Regions from separate parts of the Mus musculus genome. Here region 2 is linked to region 1. Evidence: chromatin contacts called from public Micro-C data. All regions are on one chromosome and are shown on one strand. Each heading gives the region's core, a stretch centred on a gene start, on an enhancer-like site or on the middle of the called end of the contact. The rest is flanking DNA. Distances are from core to core; before and after follow the strand shown. Region 1 holds the start of Pcnx4 (pecanex homolog 4). Region 2 holds the start of 4930447C04Rik (RIKEN cDNA 4930447C04 gene).

The links. A called contact is a pair of places that touch in the nucleus more often than the background predicts.
Region 2: a Micro-C map of embryonic stem cells shows a contact between it and region 1, with 8 times the contacts expected there. The contact joins the promoter of 4930447C04Rik here to the promoter of Pcnx4 in region 1. A contact is called at or near these places in 1 of 39 promoter capture datasets (embryonic stem cells), 1 of 484 Hi-C or Micro-C datasets (embryonic stem cells) and 1 of 115 datasets of contacts at active chromatin or transcription factors (embryonic stem cells).

Annotation. Positions count from the first base shown.
Region 1 is chr12:72,535,023-72,537,722 of GRCm38.p6, reverse strand. Pcnx4 (pecanex homolog 4) reads right to left here and starts at 1,366. Exons shown (of 11, transcript NM_026327.3): 1 at 1,184-1,366.
Region 2 is chr12:72,916,319-72,919,018 of GRCm38.p6, reverse strand. 4930447C04Rik (RIKEN cDNA 4930447C04 gene) reads left to right here and starts at 1,254. Exons shown (of 18, transcript NM_029444.2): 1 at 1,254-1,311; 2 at 2,140-2,196; 3 at 2,289-2,345. The coding sequence starts at 2,148.

The DNA of each region.
Region 1 (2,700 bases), core at 117-2,616:
GGCTAAATAATACAGGGCATATCTGCCTAATATACTAATAAACAATAATGAATAATACAAGCTGCAACATAAAATTCGCTAGATGCACGCACACAGATCACATGTTTTAAGGTTGTGTTTATATCGAGTATCTGAAATAATTTTGTTGAGACTAAAGATTAGTGATTGCCTACAACTAATAGCAGGAATATTGGGGAGGAGAGAGAAAAAGCAGCTAAATAGAAAAGATTTCTTTTGGAGGTAATCAAATTGCTCCGAAACCAACTTGTAGAGATGATTGTGCAAACCTGTTGAGATGCTCAAAACCAGTAAGCTGTATACTTCCAGAAAATGAATTGTATGTACCTCAGGAAAGCTCTCACAGAGGAGGATGCAAAGGTCCCCTGCCCGGGATTTTCCACAGCAGTTAATAACCAATAGGCATTTCCTAAAGGTAGGAAAGGCATAACCTGTAGCTAGCCTGGGATCCAGGCAGTTAAATCACTAAAATGGCAATATCTGTACTGGATGCTGTGAGAAATTATGGGTGATTGGGTGTGAATGGAAGCAGATATAAAATAATATGAATGCTCTCTCTCTAAACTCAGGGATTTAATGAAAAAAAAATAGAACCATAGTGGAAAAAATGAATAAGGGGAACATGAGAATAAGAGAGCATACAATTCAGAGGTCTAATAAATAACGAATGGGATTCATTTTTAAAAATTCTGGTCTTTGACACGCAAAGGATTATATAGAGACAGAGAAACCTGAGAAACGCGCTATACATATCCAGGAGGCCAAGAATGAACAAATTTTGGTCAGGAGGGCTTGAGACAGAGATAAACCAAGAAAGAGTGATCTTACCTAAGGGGCATAGGCCATGAACTTGATTAGAGTAACATGGCCATCCCTCAGCAGGGCCAAAGGGCCATTCTCCATTTCACAGAGGCCTCTCAGAAATAAAACGTAACTCCACGGGCTGCAAAAGTATTCTCAGTCACATTAAAGCCAAACTGGATCACTACCTCGATCAACTCAATTTGCTCAGTACATTAAAAAGAGCAATAATTGCATTTAAAAGCTGTTTCATGGAGAGCGAAAGATGTTTCTTGAGGTATTAAAAGGTGAAGGAACCCAGTAGTACCCAGGGGTGGAAACTAAGGCAGCAACGAAGTCTCAGGTGTGTTGGGGACGGACATACCTGGAGTCACCGCAGGGGAGAGGCGACGCGAGGGCGTCCTGGGACCACATCTCCCCAGCTGAAGTCGGTTGGGAACTCCTGCCCGAGGATGGATGCGGGCCCCGCCAGCAGCTGACCGGAGGCCTCCAGGACCGCTCCCGTTCCCATGGCTAAGATCAACTGCGCTCGTGCCTCCCAGGGGTCAGTGCGCACGCGCGCTCGGAGGCGGGGCTGTGCGTCTCGTCCCGCCCCCTGCCGCCTGGTTCTGCCGGAGGCGGATTCATGTGTGCGGCACAGCAGCGCAGGGTAGGCGGGGTTTCCTCCGCGCAGGGCCGGGCGGGCTAGTGTTGTGGGAGACGCCCAGACTTCTTCCGCACTGGTGCTCTGGTTCTTGAGCGGCCTAAGCACCACCTCTGAACTCTCACCCGGGCCACGCCCAGACGAAGGAACGTGGTTGCCTTGGTGACGAGTCCATCGTTTGGCAACCTCGAGGCTGGAGAGCTGGATGACTTGACTGTCTCTTGGGGAGCCTAGGCTTTCCAAGATTGGCAGACCCGTGACTCAGAAGTGCAATAAAAGTCCAATCCCCCAGGGTTCGGATACCTCCATTAATGACTACAGAACTAAGGCCATTCAAACAGCCTCAGGGATGGGAATGTTTTTAAATGGTAACATGTGCCTGTTATATTTATATTTTTGCTCTTAGTATTATAGTACTTTGGGCACATTATAAACTATATCCATGTAAAATAATGAACCTGTCTGTGGCAGCGAGCCAGGGCCCAGGGACACAGGTTGTAGATAGTCACCCTAGCAACTGGATTTTTTTTTTTTCAAGAGATCTCCATTCAAGTGAAGTTGGGATTCTTGAATTTGCCACAGGAAAAAAATTCCAGGGCGAGCCTGTATGAAGCAGAGTTGGAGTCTACAAGTGATTTTTTTTTTTTTTTTTTTTTTTTTGGTTTTTCGAGACAGGGTTTCTCTGTGTAGCCCTGGCTATCCTGGAACTCACTCTGTAGACCAGGTTGACCTCGAACTCAGAAATCCGCCTGCCTCTGCCTCCCGCGTGCTGGGATTAAAGGCGTGTGCCACCACGCCGGGCTACAAGTGATTTTAATATAAAATAGAGGGACTGATAGATGTGCTCAATGACAGCGTAAGACACATCAAAGTGTGGGGACTTCCACTTTGCATGTTACGTATACAGTGTTGGTGATGTCTGAGGTTATGTAGGAAGCTCTGCTAAGGAAGTTGAGTGATATCAGAAGGTTCCTGAATTTGGATCGGATTACAACTGATAAAGTAAAAACAGTGTTTTGAAAAATATGTTTATAGTCTTGTTTGGAGAGTCCCAAATACTTTCAGGTTTACAAATACTTAAGAAAGGTGTGAGGTCATAAATACTTAGGCCTTAAGCATGGCTCGCAGGTATTTTTCCATTCTTATTTGAAATGATTCTACATGAAAGGAATACTGCCTTTTTATAGGTAACCTTCACAGAATATTATAACTATGCTGACTCTCTTCACTTGCTGGAT
Region 2 (2,700 bases), core at 5-2,504, 380 kb before region 1:
GTTGGGACTTTATTGCCGAAAGAGTTATCACCAGATGTGGCCCCTCAGCCTTGGACCTCAGGAAGTATGAGCCAAAACACATGTCATTAGAACAAAGTTAGTAGTCCGTAGATTTTAGCAATAGACAGCGAATACATTAATGCGTTCAAGTTTCTATGTTACACACTGTAAATATATTCAAATTTGTATCTATATACAAATTGTAAATATATACAAATAAATTGTAAGTTACACTTTGGTAAACCTGGAAAAATAGATTCTCACATACACAGAAAAAAGAATAAAATTTCTAAACTCTTATATCATCAAAACTTATTAGCCTTGATGGTTTGGTATCATTAATACCAGTGAGTAATATAACGGGTTATAATAAAATTGATTATGTGTGTGTGTGCGTAATTTGAGAGATTTGAGAAAAATGCTGGATGCTTTTTTTTTAATTTAATTAATTTATGACAACACTTGTTGAGATGAGTTAGGATGATAATAGTACCATTTCCATTAGAAACATAGAACTGAGAAATGGCATAGCTCAATCAGTTCAGTCCCCATTACTAGTCGATTAAAAAATAAAAATAGACCCAATTTAGGGAATTTTTTTTTTCCTTCTGTATGTTCGCTTTGGATACACAAAGTTCAAATGCATAAATTACCTAGGGACAGTAGTTTTAAAAAGAAATTTTGTTTTTCTTGTGTTAATGTCCATTTTAGTGCTGATTTTCAAGCCATTTTGTTAGTGAGGCGAGGGTAGTGTTTGAAGAAAACTAGCCTGAAGAAAGCCGTTCCTGCCGGGCGTGGTTGCGCACACCTTTGATTCCAGCACTTGGGAGGCAGAGGCAGGCAGATCTCTAAATTCGAGGCCAGCCTGGTCTACAGAGTGAGTTCCAGGACAGCCAGGGCTACACAGAGAAACCCTGTCTCGAAAAACCAAAAAAGACAAAAGAAAAAAGAACGCCAGCCGTTTCTTCTGGCACCGCTTTCTGCATCCAGCACCCATTTTGGGATTTTTTTGACCGCTCCACCTGGGGGAGCGCCCCCCCCCCACCCCGCGTCAATGTGATCTCGCGAGAACTGTGGCCTACCACGTGGTGCGCGGGGTCTCTCAAGGCCCCAGCCAAAGGGCTTAGACTCTTAAACCTCAGAAGGTCTGGTGGTGTTCCCAGAACCCCGCCCTGGGGACCCGGGGACCAGCGGATGTCCGGGGACCCGTGGGGACCCGTAGGGACCTGTTAGGTGGGCCGGGGAGGGGAGGGGACGCTGGTGGAAGAGCGGTCTGAGGAGAAAGCTGCGGGTCTGAGGAGGAGGCAGCAGGTCTGAGGAGAGGGCAGCGGGTCTGAGGAGGAGGCAGCGGGTCTGAGGAGAAGGCGGCGGGTCTGAGGAGAAGGCGGCGGGTCTGAGGAGGAGGCAGCGGGTCTGAGGAGAGGGCGGCGGGTCTGAGGAGAGGGCGGCGGGTCTGAGGAGGAGGCAGCGGGTCTGAGGAGGAGGCAGCGGGTCTGAGGAGAGGGCAGCGGGTCTGAGGAGAAGGCAGCAGGTCTGAAGAGGCCGCCGCGCTCCACAGAGCCACGTGCCAGGGCCTGGCGCCAGGGACCAGGGCCTCCGCTGAGGGGAGCATCTGCGGAAGGGGCCATGCCCTTGGGCGGATTCCTGGCATGAATGCAGGAGTGGGGATGCGAAACCAGCCTGGGGCGGGCGGGGCTAGGACTGAGAGCTGTGGAAAACCTTAAAAAGCAAAAGAAAACAAAACACATGGCGGTCACTCGTCAACTTACACCATTTCTCTAGAGCCCCTTCCACGAAGGGCGCTAAGAGTTCCCCTACAGTTGACGCATAAGTTTTGGAATAGATCATAAGAAATCTAGATGTCTGGGTTCTAGTCGTTCAAAAACTCAACAGCAGTCACGAAGGAAAACTTCTAGAACTTTCCGTCTTGCGGAGCCCTTTGGGTATCCACTCAGTTGTTTATCTGGGCTCTGGAAGCGCTGGCTGGGAATTCAGCAGCTAATTGGAAGAGACTCCCTTCTCACCATGTCTTAATCCACTTACATTTTCCTTTTAAGAATGCTATACTAGAAAGGTTCTTACTTTATGTATGCTCTTTTATATATGGCTTCTGAAAGTTTTATTATTTATTTTACACAGTGTCCAAGATGAATGATAATCTGTTTGTCAGTTTGGACAGGCTTTTGTTGGAATTTGGTAGGTATAAAATGAAAATAAAGAAGAAATAGTAATTTGTATTAACATTTGACATTTAACCATGAAGAAAAATCTCAAATGTTTATTTTTAGTTTTCCAGTATGAGCAAGACATAAGTATTAAAGAAGATACGATTCAAAGAATTAATAGTAAGTAGTTTTGCATGAAATAAATATTTTAGTCTTTTGGTTTTATCTTATATAGCATAGTGCATAATTAAACTGCTTAGGGCAACTTGTATGTATGAGAGGGGGGTCTTTCTTTTGAGTAATGATGAGCTATTTATTTTAGGAGTGAATAATTGAAACAGTATTATAACAATGTTTGTATTCAACATCATTTTGTAAAGAATTTCTCAGAAATAGTCCCTTACATAAGCTCTTTTACCTTTCAAGTAAGAGTCATTTCAAATATTGGAATTTTTTTTTTCTAGAAATAATAAAAATCAGAGGTTGGCAAGTGGCACATTATCAGGAAGAATGATTCTTAAAAATAATAAGTAAA